Regions from separate parts of the Mus musculus genome. Here regions 2 and 3 are each linked to region 1. Evidence: chromatin contacts called from public promoter capture Hi-C data. All regions are on one chromosome and are shown on one strand. The core of a region is the stretch at or near the end of the contact, and the rest is flanking DNA. Distances in the headings are between cores, read along the strand shown. Region 1 holds the start of Letm1 (leucine zipper-EF-hand containing transmembrane protein 1). Region 2 holds the start of Mfsd10 (major facilitator superfamily domain containing 10). Region 3 holds the start of Fam193a (family with sequence homology 193, member A).

Region 1 (3,916 bases), core at 416-2,915:
GGAAAGGAAAGGATCTTCAGGGTGGACACTTGGCAAGCACACTTCCGCTGGGGAACCAGGTCAACTCAACATCAACAAGAGTAGCTGTGGGGCCTTGGCTTCATGAGATGAGCAAGGCACACTTAAAACCTCTCCAGGAACCCATCAGCAGAACACCAAAAGAGAAATCTTACAACACACCTGACCTAAGCACTCCTCAAAACTGTCAAGGTCATGGAAAGCAAACATAACCTGAGAAACGGTTACAACTTGAAGAGCCAAAAGGACAAATGTAATGTGGTGCCATGGAAAAATATAACGAGAAAATCAGAATAAAGTATGTCACACAAAAGTGAAGAAGAAGGTAAGTACTCAAGAATAAAGAACACTTTGATACAAAGTTGGCCTCAATTTATCCTCTAAGACTAAAAAGTCAGGATGTCCATCCTGTGCCTGTTGGCTCTGGGCACATCATTACAGGGAGAGCAGGGGCTTGCTACCCAGTAATGCTCTATTGTTCCACATCTAACCAGCTGACAGGAGTCTAACCACTGTCAGGGAAGCAGCATTTTTGTTCCAAGGGAACTGGGTTAACTAAAGAAAACATTCTTGTGCCTGGAATAATAACACACACACACAATATCAACTAATTTGAAAGCCATAAACATGCCAGAGAAATAAGAAAAGGCAGAAGTACATTATGGTATCCTGAACAAGTCAACAGGTAGACAGCGCTTATAGCAGAGACAGCTTGAAAAACCACACCAAACCCAGGGACACTCTGCTCTTTCCACGCATCCTAACTGGTTTTGCTGTTTGTTTTTAAGACTGGATCTTGTGCCCTGCCTGGCCTGAAATTTTAAATGGTCTGGAGTTCAGAGATTCACATGCCTCTGTTTCCAGGGTGCTGGGGGTAAAGGTGTGTGCCCCCATGCCTGGCTCCACACCATACCCGACTCTCCAATACTGTTAAGGTGACAAGAACTGTACTTCTACCAAGAAACCATAAGGTCTTGGGTCCCACTCTCACAGGCTGTTTCAACCTTACAAATAGGACACATATAAGTTTCCTTGGAAAGCACGGTCATCAGCCACCCCACCCCAGGGAGTGGCCCACTAAGCTGGCATCAACCACAACCCAATCTCCTTGTCCCAGAGTTCTGGCTTCCAAGCCTGAACTGGCCAAAGGGCAGGACAGGGCTCGATTCATCTTCGAGGGGAGCGGCAGGGAAGCCACGGCCCTAAGGAACTTTCTCAGCGCCTCGGTCGGCAGCAGTGACCTGCGGCGACCTGGGCAACTAAGGTCACAGGAAGCTGTCCAGCACAAGCGGCTCAGAGCGGCCCGGTGCTTGTCATTGCCGCGCTGCCTCGGGGCACGGAAGGGGGCGTCCCGCGCTGGCTCCCGGTCGCCCACAACAGGTCGTTTGCGCAGCACCAGCTTACCCCGCGGGGAGGCGGCCCGAGGTGGCGCGAGGCGGGCAGGCCCCCGGCCCCGGCAGCTCCTGAGCAAGATGGACGCCATGCGCCCGCCGCGGCGGCGTTCTATAGCTGCCTCAGCTTCCTCGGCGGATCTTGGCCGTCCCGGCGCCTGGGCCCAGCCCGCGCGGACGGTTGACGGCAGAGGTTGGCTCCGGCAGCAAGCGCTCAGCTCAAGGACCCGGCATCCGCAGCGGCCATGTCCCGGCACAAACGTCCGTAGGCGCGGGGCGGAACAGGCCTGGCCGGCACGGCTCCCATTGGCCCTGCGGCACCCGCCCTGGCCAGGTGAGGGGCGAGCCCGCCCAACAGACTACAAGGCCCAGCGTGCATCCGGGAGGCTTGCCTCTCCCGACTACAAGTCCCAGCGTGCGCCGAGTCTTGGGTTTTCTTGATGAGCTCAGATCTATCTGGAGTTCCTCTTGCATCTTAGCAGTGCCTAGCTTCTGATTTGGGGCTGCGGGCACAGAGGCGGCAAAAGAACTGGCATCTATTTTCATAACTACTAAGCCCTATATTATACTAGCCCATAGCAGATGGCTCATGGGACTTTAAGGAAGGGTGGTGGGTAGGGAACATAACTCTGCGAGGCTGTTAATTGGTCCCACCTCCTTGCTTCGCGTCAGGACGAGCAACCTTAGTAGTGGGCTGCACTCCTGGCAGGTCCCCTCTATGGTAGCTCACAGCCACCCCTGCCCACTCCAAAATAGACCTGGCAGCATCCTCTTCTTTAAAGGGTGGTGGCTGGAATGGCAGGCTTCAGGATTGTGGAAACCCAGGACTATACACACTCTGGTGCTCCAGAGCAGCCACCCTCTCCACAGATCTGTATCCCGACCCAGGGACACCAGACCGTTCCTGGAGACTTCCCTCACTGCTTTCCACCTCCTGCCTTTGTGGAATGCCTTTTCCGTTCCTTCTACGTTCCTGTGGGAGTGAACTCAGAATAGTAGGTGAAGATCTTCAGTATGAGGTTAATGCATTTTTTTTTTTTCTGATGAACAGGTGCTCAAGTCCTAATTCCAGCTGGCTCCCAGCGAGGACGCTTCACTAGTATCCCAGCACAGCCCATTGGGAAGAAGTAACCTATCTGGTCATTTTCTGAATCAGAACCTAAAAGCTGGGCCAGTGTAGGCCAGAATCCCTATCTCAGGACTCAGGTGGCAGAGAATCTCCTAAGACGTTTGGAACCTCTCTTGTGCACACGGTAATGTACATTGTGGGCATCAGATACAGAATTAAGTCAAGTGTAGGGATTCCCTGAAAGGGCTGATGACCTAAACCAAAGAACTGAAGTTTCTTAGCCAAGCTGAGAAACTTCCACCAATAAGAACACTTGCCTGACCAAAGAGGAGGAGGAGGAGGAAAGCAAAGCCAAGCCAAAGTAGTAATGACAACTGAGGAATACCGAATGGCTGAGAAGCACCTAAAGAAATGTTCAACATCCTTAATCATCAGGGAAATGCAAATCAAAACAACCCTGAGATTCCACCTTACACCAGTCAGAATGGATAAGATCAAAACCTCAGGTGACAGCAGATGCTGGTGAGGGTGTGGAGAAAGAGGAACACTCCTCCATTGCTGGTGGAATTGCAAGTTTGTACAACCACTCTGGAAATCAGTTTGGCAGTTCCTCAGAAAATTGGACATAGTACTACCTGAGGACCCAGCTATACCACTCCTGGTCATATACCCAGAAGATGATCCAACATGCAATAAGGACACATGCTCCACTATGTTCATAGCAGCCTTATTTATAATAGCCAGGAGCTGGAAAGAACCCAGATGTTCTCAACAGAGGAATGGATACAGAAAATGTGGTACATTTACACAATGGAGTACTACTCAGCTATTAAAAACAATGAATTCACCGGGCACTGGTGGTGCACGCCTTTAATCCCATCATTTGGGAGGCAGAGGCAGGCAGATTTCTGAGTTCCAGGTCAACCAGGGCTACACAGAGAAACCGCCTCAAAAAAACAAAAAAACAAAAACAAAAAACCAACCAACCAACCAAACAAACAAACAAAAACTCCAAAACAATGAATTCGTGAAATTCTTAGGCAAATGGATAGAACTAGAAAATATCATCCTGAGTGAGGTAACCAAATTGAAAAAGAACACACATGATATGCAGTTGCTGATAAGTGGATATTAGCCCAAAAGCTCCAAATAACCAGGATATAATTCACAGATCACATGAAGCTCAATAAGAAGGAAGACCAAAGTATGGGTGTTTCAGTCCTTCTTAGAAGGAGAACAAAATACTCATAGGAGCAAATATGGAGATGAAAGTGTTGAGCAGAGACTGAAGGAAAGGCCACCCAGAAACTGTCTCACCTGGGGATTCATCCCATACACAGTTACCAAATCCAAACACTATTGTGGATGCCAAGAAGTGCATGCTGAAAGGAGCCTGATATGGCTGTTTCCTGAGAGACCCTGCCAGAGCCTTACAAAT
Region 2 (3,916 bases), core at 753-3,252, 850 kb after region 1:
CAGCTTAGGGACCAGGACCTGTCAGATCCCAGAAACCCAAGAGGTGTTGTGATGTTAGCAGCTTGAGGGCAGGCCAGTCTCCCCTGCCAATGGTACAGATAAGAAAGGAAACCCCTTCCAACCCTCAGGAGCCCTCACCCCTCCGGGGACCCGGGCCTACCCGCTTTTCCTGGGGCAGTGTCTCTGGCAAGAAACAGAAGATGAACAACATGTCGGAGATGGCAAAAAGTAGGCTGATCCAGGGCACCATTTCCACAGACAGGAATGCTCCCAGCATGGGACCCAGAGTAAAGGCCAAGGAGAAGGCTACCCCGATGACTGCCTAGGGAAAAGACCTGAGCTAGGCATGGAGTCTGAAGCCCAGACATCAATCCCCGTTCCCTAGGTCTGTTCACTCACCATGCCTTGGCTGCGGGTTGGAGGTGAGCCCAGGTCAGCGACAATGGCTGTGGAGAGGTTAACGTTCCCCTTGCTGATGCCTCCGATCACCCTGGAGGCCAAGAAGGCCTTAAAGCTCCGAGAGGTAGCCCACACTGCATAGGAGATGGCCAAACCTGTCTGCCAATGGGTGGAGGCCAAGTGGCAGGATCGGTCACTTCAGGCCAGGAAGCACCCAGAGCAAGGCAGGCAAGCATATAACCCTCAGACCCGGGCCACTTGTGTCCCTGTACTTTCCTTAGGTGTATTTAGCTTGGTGTAACACCAGGGGCCAGAAGATCCCTCTAGAAGGGATGGGAGCCCACTGTTGGCAGGGGAGCCCCACAGCTGCATTCTCCCCTCTGCCTGTTGACAGCTGGCTCCAGAGGCTTACCAGGGACAACATCATCACTGGGCGCCTCCCCAGGTAATCAGAGGCAGCTCCTGTGAGTGGTGCGGAGAAGAACTGCAGGAGGGAGAAGGCCGAGCCGATGAGACCTGAGAGACAGAGGATCAGTCCTAGAGTGTTGACCACACTTAGCCCTATATTCACAGGCCATCGACTGAAGCTCGGGTGGCCTCAGTTTAAAAAAAAAAGCCAACCAAAAACAAAAAGACAAAACAAAACAACCCCCTCCCCCAAACAACAACAACAACAAAACCAACCCACACCTTTCAGTTAAAGGAGGCAGGAACCCAGGGAGGATGATTGACCAAGAGCCTAGGCAGAACTAGCTCTCCAAAAAAAGGTTGTGGGCCCCAGCATGGCACACAGCGACATACCTCCGAACAGGACACTGTTGTACCTCTTTTCCGCTGGCATCCCGATGGCTGAAGCAAACCAGTCTACCCCACGCTGCCAGGAGCCATAGAGGGGGTCCTGGGTAAAGAGGAAAGTAACTCCAGCTGGATAAATCTGTGATAGGCTAGGCATGGGGAGAGCTCCCGCCTTGGGGGAGGGGCTTACTTGTTCGCGGCCGTGTCTCTCCAGCAGCCCAGGCAGCAGAGGCAGCAACAGCGTGAACGCCAGGAGGTCGAGTAGCAGGCCGAGGAAGAGCACGATGATCACGCGACGCTCGGACGCGGGCCGAGGCCGTATAGGCGGACGAGGCGTACAGCCCGCATCCCCTGCCCAGCCCATGGTGGAAGCTCCGACCCTGCTGGGGGAAGGAGGGTGTGGTGATGACGGCCCCGTTTACCTGACAATTGAAAGCTGAATTTGCAGGTTCTTGCCAGACAAAACGGAAGTGGTTCCAATGCGGTCCTGGCACACCCTTCAAGGCCCGACTCCCTTACCAACCTAGGGCAGCAGTAAGCTCAGGGCCGCAGTGGTCAGGGCGCCCCCTGTTGTGAAGCGGGTAACGGGGAGAAGACGGGAATCCCTGGTTGGGGAGTCGTAGGCGCCCTGAGCTCCTGTTCGTGTACCACTTCGGCCTCCTCACACGATATCGAAACCTTTGCTTCCCACCTACCCAGCTGGGACCTGTGCACACGTGCCGCAGCTCCAGGCGGGGACAAACGGGTGGATGAACAGGGAACCTCCCTGGATAGCAGCCACACCCCGGAGGCTTCGGAACAGGCACCTCCTCTTCCGGGAGGCCGTGCTGTGGCGGGAACTGGGTTTGGAGTCTCCCAGCAGCCAAGTATAGAGAAGGCTTGCAGGCTTCCAGATGCATTAGAAGCAAGCGGTGAAGTTCTGAAGAGCTAAGTGTATGTAAGAGACAGCTTGTCTGTGCAGTTCAGTCTCCTTGGTACCTATATATCTTTCTTTTGAATCAGGGTCTCATGTAGCCACGGTTGACCTTGAATTCCTGACCCTCCTACTTTAGCTTACTCTAAACCATGCTGGAGTTGGGGATGGTGATGCCCACCTCTAGTACCAGCACTCGGTGGAGACAGAAAGAACAGGATTCAGGATTTAGTCATCCTCAATCAACTCTGAAGTATGAGAACAGCTGGAGCAAAGACTCATCTTTTAGATAGATGAACCACTAAAGTCCTATCCCTTCAGTGCTGTTAACCTGTTGGAGCCATACAGTCCACACTGACTCTTTCCCAGAGGACAACACCGGATGCACTCGAGTGATAGGCTCTTCTAGCTGGATTGTGTTCCCCTTCTGACGACACAGGACAGTATCTGGAGGCTCTATAAACTTTTCCTTGGCATGTTCCTCCTCATAGATTGCTCAATCTATGCCCAGTATCAGATTTGGCCACCCTGCTTCTTGCTGCAGTTGGCTACACAGAGCCATTGTACGGCAGAGCCCTGTGGCTAATTCAGGCGTGGAGGAAGCTGGGGCTGGATGGTAGCCTAGCTGGTGCGTGTGTCAGGCCCAGGCCCCTCGTGGGTCATGCAGCCTCTGTCCCAGAAGAATCACAGGGAGAGGTGACAAGGTGAGTACTGTTGGTAGATGTAGCCCCTGTAAGCCAAGCTGCTGAGCCCAATCTCCCTTCAGGGTTGTTCTTGACCAGCACTTTCTGAGCTGCAGGATGCCCACAGCCATTCATTCTGTGCTCCAACAGTGGCTTCACCACATCCAAAACGCAACTCCTACTCAGCACCACCAACCCTCGCACAAGATCTCACACCTCAGAGCCATAGCAGGTGACAAGGGCCAGGCTGGACGTAAGGATTCAGTCCTGTTCTGTCATGTGTGATAGGTGATCTGATAAGTGTGTGGGAAGGCGACTTCACTGTAAAACGTATATAATGTACTTACCCACACTATGACAGCTTGTCAGTTTTATGGACAACTGCCTAAATGTCATTCTGTGTGTGGCTATCATCTAACAGTGCAGAGCTCTCACAGACATCCCCAACCTGTGTCTGAGCATGGCAGGGAGATGGGACCCCACACTCCACAATGAACCCCCAGAACCCTTCATTACAACACACCACACAGCCTTGCTACATTACAAGACAATTTATTTTTTGAACTTTTTCCTCTTAAGAGCCTTCCATTCACCTTCTTGCGTGGCCAGGCTATTAAAAAGCTGTTTTACTTTACGCTTTCTTTCTGCATCCCTAAAGAGAAAGAGAAAAAAGCAAGTGTTAATCTTGCATCAGTTCTCAGGTATTTTGCTTTCTTCAGTTTGAACACTAACAGTTCAGAACCACACATGCATGGCTCTACCCTCAGTCCTGCAAAGGCTGCCAAGTATATCGCTCACCATACTCCCCAGTGCTGAGAAAAACCAGCGGCCTATGAGTGTGGTGTCACACCACAGCGGTGCCCTAGTCCCGTACACACAGTTCCTCCTCACCTTTCCATGATTTCTGAGAGCTGCATCCTGGCCAGGAACTGATTGTCCTTTCGGATCTCTCGGACGGCGCCTTTAAATTCCCGCTTGTGTTTGTGGATTAGTCTTTTCCTTTCCTGTTCTTCTTTACTGCTGCCTTGTTTCCGTCCAAACTCAAGCCTAAAGTTAGAATCAAAAAGGCTATAGAGGTGAGCTGACTGCCGACTGCAATGTCTCCTGTCCCAGGCTGAAGCAGGTG
Region 3 (3,916 bases), core at 570-3,069, 590 kb after region 1:
TTTTAGTCCCAGAACATGGAAGGCTGAGAGGCAGGAGGATCTCTGAGTAGTATAGTCTACATATCAAGTTCAAAGCCAGCCAGAAATATACAGTGAGATGCTGTCTGAAAAACTGAAACAAAAGCAAAACCGAAAAACCAAACCAAAAACTCACCCAACCAAGCAAACAAAACAAACACCAAACCAAAAACAACAACAACAAAAAAAACCCTCTTCGGCCTCCTTATAGAAGCTTAGAGATTCTGTGAATTCATTTGCTCTAGAAACAAAGTGTCTTTGTACATACACTTATGTTGGTGCCCAAAGTTATACCTGAGCTAGAATCTGGGCCTTGCCTCTGAAAACTAGAGTGGCTTTGGGCAACATCCTTAGCACCTATAAACCTGTTTCTTATCCATAGACTATGACTAATAGCACCTCTCAGGAGAGTGTATGTGTGAATGGAGATTTGACAGAGAATGACTGCACTGCTGGACAAATGGTCATTCATTCACCTAGCAATTACTGGAGTGCTGCATGCCCAGCCCTGTGCCTGCAAGGGGTTGGGATTATGGTGGAGGCAAGCACTTCTATATCCTGTGCCCTCTAGGATACTAATGACACTTAAAAATTTCAACTCCATGCCAATGTGCCAAGAACAGAAGAAAGCAAAGTGGTTATGGAAGTAGGGAGGCATTCAACTGGACTCCTTAGATGAAATGGAGGGAAGGGGCGGTCCTGACACTGCCCACCTATGGAGTACTGAGGGAGATTTAGCCTGGCATCCTACTACACTTTAATATCAGAGCTATCCAAGACCTGTTTGGGTGAGGGACCTTCATTCTATTGGGAAGTTAGTCATTGAAACGGGGTTCATCACATTGGGCTGCTCAGGTTTGGGGTGAAAAATGGGTCAGAATTGCTGAATTGGGCCAGAATGACTAACTAGGAGGTAATAGGAGATGGTTCAGGAGCGCATGTCTGTATGTCGCAATGCTAATCTCAACAGATAGCACTTGGTTCCACTGATGGAATCAAAAATAGGTATGAACTGCGGGAAACCTTTGGTTTGGGTCCTTGTACCTATAGGCGATAAGCAGGGCGCCAAGGAACAAGGTTTCTAGGTAGTGGTCCAGACTTCTGTCCTGAACTAAAGTCCTCCTGGTATGTGGTGAATGGAAAGTGATGAATAGCATGGGCGATGGCCTGAGGAAGCGCTCCTTTAAGTATGGAGACTTTAAAGAGAAGCGAGGAAGGAGTGAGGCAGGCTCCTGCTTACTGCAGGCCTTGTCAGCGCAGATGCAGTGAATTACCAGTCGGCGGATGCCGGCCCTCTTTCCACTGGCCCTGGCATAGGCCAAGGTCACACAGCGACAGGTGAAAGGGGCACGCTCGAACCTGGACTGGGCCAAAGTCAGCAGGGCCCACTACGAGCAGGGCAAGAGCTTGGGTCTTTGGCAGGAGGCTGTACTAAAGGAACTGAGAGACCGCCAGAGTTGGAACTGCGAGACCCTCTTGGACCCCGCCCGCCTCCAGCTCCGTCCGTGCGCGGACTACAGATTCCACAGGGCCACGCGGCGCCGGACGTCACCCTAGGCACACCCTCTCCCCGCACGACTAACTGCGCGTGGCCCTACGGGAGTCGTGGTCCCGCCCCACACGCCCGGGCGGAGCCGCGGGCGGCTGGAACTACAGCTCCCGGCATGCCTCGCGCGTGGCGTCGGGGGCGGGGTCCCAGGCCAGGGGCGCGCCGCCCGGGAGGGCGGAGTGCGGGGGGCGGCCGCCCGCGCCCCTCCCCCTGCCGCTGCTTCCCCCCTCCCCCGACGTAAACTGGGATCCCTTTCCCCTTGTGTCCGCCATATTGGACTCTTAACTCTGGTCAGCGGCGGCACCGGGCCCGGTGGACTCGCGTCGCTCTCGCCAGCAGCTGCCCCTCAGATCCCGTCCGCCCCGCCCTCCCAGCCCGGGAGGAGACCCCGCGCCGCGCCCCCCGCCCGGCCGGCCGCAGCGCCCGCCGCCGCCTCCGCCTGCCCGCCGCTGCCGCCGCCGCCCGCGGCCCGGCGCCCGCCCGCGCCCCTTCCCCGCCCGCCGTCCTCCGTCCCTCACTCCCGCCATGAGCCCGGCCGACGCTAAGCGCGGAGCCAAGCGCCGGAAGAACAAGCGCGGCGGCGGCGGTGGCTCGGGTGGCGGCGGCTCGGGCGGCAAGGCCGGCTCGGCGGCGGCCCTGCGCGGCCCCCAGGCCCCGGGCCCCGGCGCGGCGGGCCTGCTGGGCGGCGCGGCGGCCCACGGGCCTCTGGGCGCGGGTGCGGGCGGTGCCGCCGGAGGCTACTTCGAGGTAAGCAGCAGGGGTCCGCGGGCGGGAGCGGCCGCCGCCCCCTCACGAGCGGCCGGGCGGGCGCGGCCGGCGGATAACGGGCCGGCGCCTGCCTAGCTGACAGCTCCTCCCGGGCGCGAGCGCGGCGGAGGGAGGGCGGCGCCGGCGGGACCCCCGAGGCACACCGACTGTGGCCTTGAAAAGTGCCCCCTAGAAGTTTCTGGGTACCGCCTGGCGCACCACGGGCGCGGCTGTCTTGCCCTCTGTGCCTGCTGCTGTAAGCTCTCGGGAGCCGCCGGGGTCTCTTTCCTCAGGAGTGTCAGCTGAGGATAGTCGCAAGGGTTGGGGTAACTATTTTTTCAGGTTTACTTACGCAGGCATGCTGTGGATGGACCGCTGTCTCTTTTATTCTGTTTCAGAAGATAGTGCTGGTACGTGGGATGCAGTTGGCATAATCGGTTCTATAGATTGGATTGGCCACCGAATGATTATGGGTTTCTCTCAAGTTGCGTTCTTGTAAGGTTGCTAAAACAAGTTATCTTCTTTTAAAAAGACATCCACAGTGAAGAAACCAAAGCTTTAAGGGGTATTTGTGTGCCAAGTCATGAGGCAGATTTTTTTTTTTTTTAATGAGATTCGGAATATTGTGTTGGCACAGTATGTATTGAGAGCAGTTGAGAAAATTGTTGGGGATGGGCATGGGTTTTGATGCTCATGTTGTTGCAAGAAAGTACAGTAATGGATAAATACTTAAGTTTTCCTTATTTGTTCCCGGTGTTCTCTGCAGTTTTGGTGCAACTTTGGGAGCTTTCTTCGCGGAGTATTGTTACATTTGTTTAGCATCTGGGGTTTGTCCTTGGGTTTGAGTTTCCAGAGTTTGGCCTTTTTCTTGACTCTGGACAGCTCTAGTTTAAAATGAGGTTGTGATTTTTCATTTTGGGACTTTGTGGGTCGCCTTTGCTTTTGCTGGAAGGGGAAGGTGGGAGGTTGGCCTGTTCGAAAGCTTTATAGAAAGGGTAATAGTGGTTGCTGGAGCTGGAAGTGAAGTACATCCATTTCTGTATGTACAGTGAAGACCAGCTGCTAACAAGGAGCCTTACTCCTCATACCTCGTGCTAGGTAGGATTGAGTAATTGCAACATAACATAGAATTACCTGAAATAACTTGCTTTTTGTAGCTCTTCAAACTCAGATTATGCATAATTTTGACAGAATTGTTTGTGTTGAACTATTATGCATCAAGAGTTTGGGCCATCACCCACCATTAAAAACAATCATACACAAAAAAGTTTCATAAAAGGATTCCCAGTCTTTTCTGGTCTTTGCTGTTCTACTTCATTTCCTTAATAAAATACTTGTTCACACATTTCTCTGTGCGTTATTGAATTTAGACATACATCATGTAAAAACATTGCTTTTATTGTATTTTAAAGTTAAGGTGTGTTTAGTTTAAACATCTTTTTGTGTTTTCCTCATATACAAAACAAGTCTTCATAGCAGTAGAACTAAAAATATCCTTGTAACCCCAGAGATCTTTTTTGTTTTGATTTGATTTGAGAATGGGTCTTTCTCTGTTTTGGCTGTCCTAGAACTCATTATGTAGAGCAGGCTGACCTGGAATTC

What was found. Capture Hi-C pulls out chosen DNA fragments and counts their contacts.
Region 2: a contact with region 1 is called in a promoter capture Hi-C map of adipose tissue. The contact joins the promoter of Mfsd10 here to the promoter of Letm1 in region 1. A contact is called at or near these places in 2 of 39 promoter capture datasets (liver and pre-B cells), 1 of 484 Hi-C or Micro-C datasets (embryonic stem cells) and 1 of 9 other capture datasets (adipose tissue).
Region 3: a contact with region 1 is called in a promoter capture Hi-C map of liver, with 2.3 times the contacts expected there. The contact joins the promoter of Fam193a here to the promoter of Letm1 in region 1. A contact is called at or near these places in 3 of 39 promoter capture datasets (liver, neutrophils and pre-B cells) and 1 of 9 other capture datasets (liver).

The regions. Positions count from the first base shown.
Region 1 is chr5:33,781,052-33,784,967 of GRCm38.p6, forward strand. Letm1 (leucine zipper-EF-hand containing transmembrane protein 1) reads right to left here and starts at 1,666. Exons shown (of 14, transcript NM_019694.2): 1 at 1,423-1,666. The coding sequence starts at 1,501.
Region 2 is chr5:34,635,210-34,639,125 of GRCm38.p6, forward strand. It overlaps Mfsd10 (major facilitator superfamily domain containing 10), which reads right to left and starts at 2,003. Exons shown (of 13, transcript NM_026660.3): 1 at 1,718-2,003; 2 at 1,385-1,574; 3 at 1,201-1,297; 4 at 812-915; 5 at 400-558; 6 at 161-322. The coding sequence starts at 1,558. It overlaps Nop14 (NOP14 nucleolar protein), which reads right to left. Exons shown (of 18, transcript NM_029278.2): 17 at 3,682-3,837; 18 at 3,327-3,442. The coding sequence ends at 3,343.
Region 3 is chr5:34,368,114-34,372,029 of GRCm38.p6, forward strand. It overlaps Fam193a (family with sequence homology 193, member A), which reads left to right and starts at 1,820. Exons shown (of 21, transcript NM_001243123.1): 1 at 1,820-2,314. The coding sequence starts at 2,093.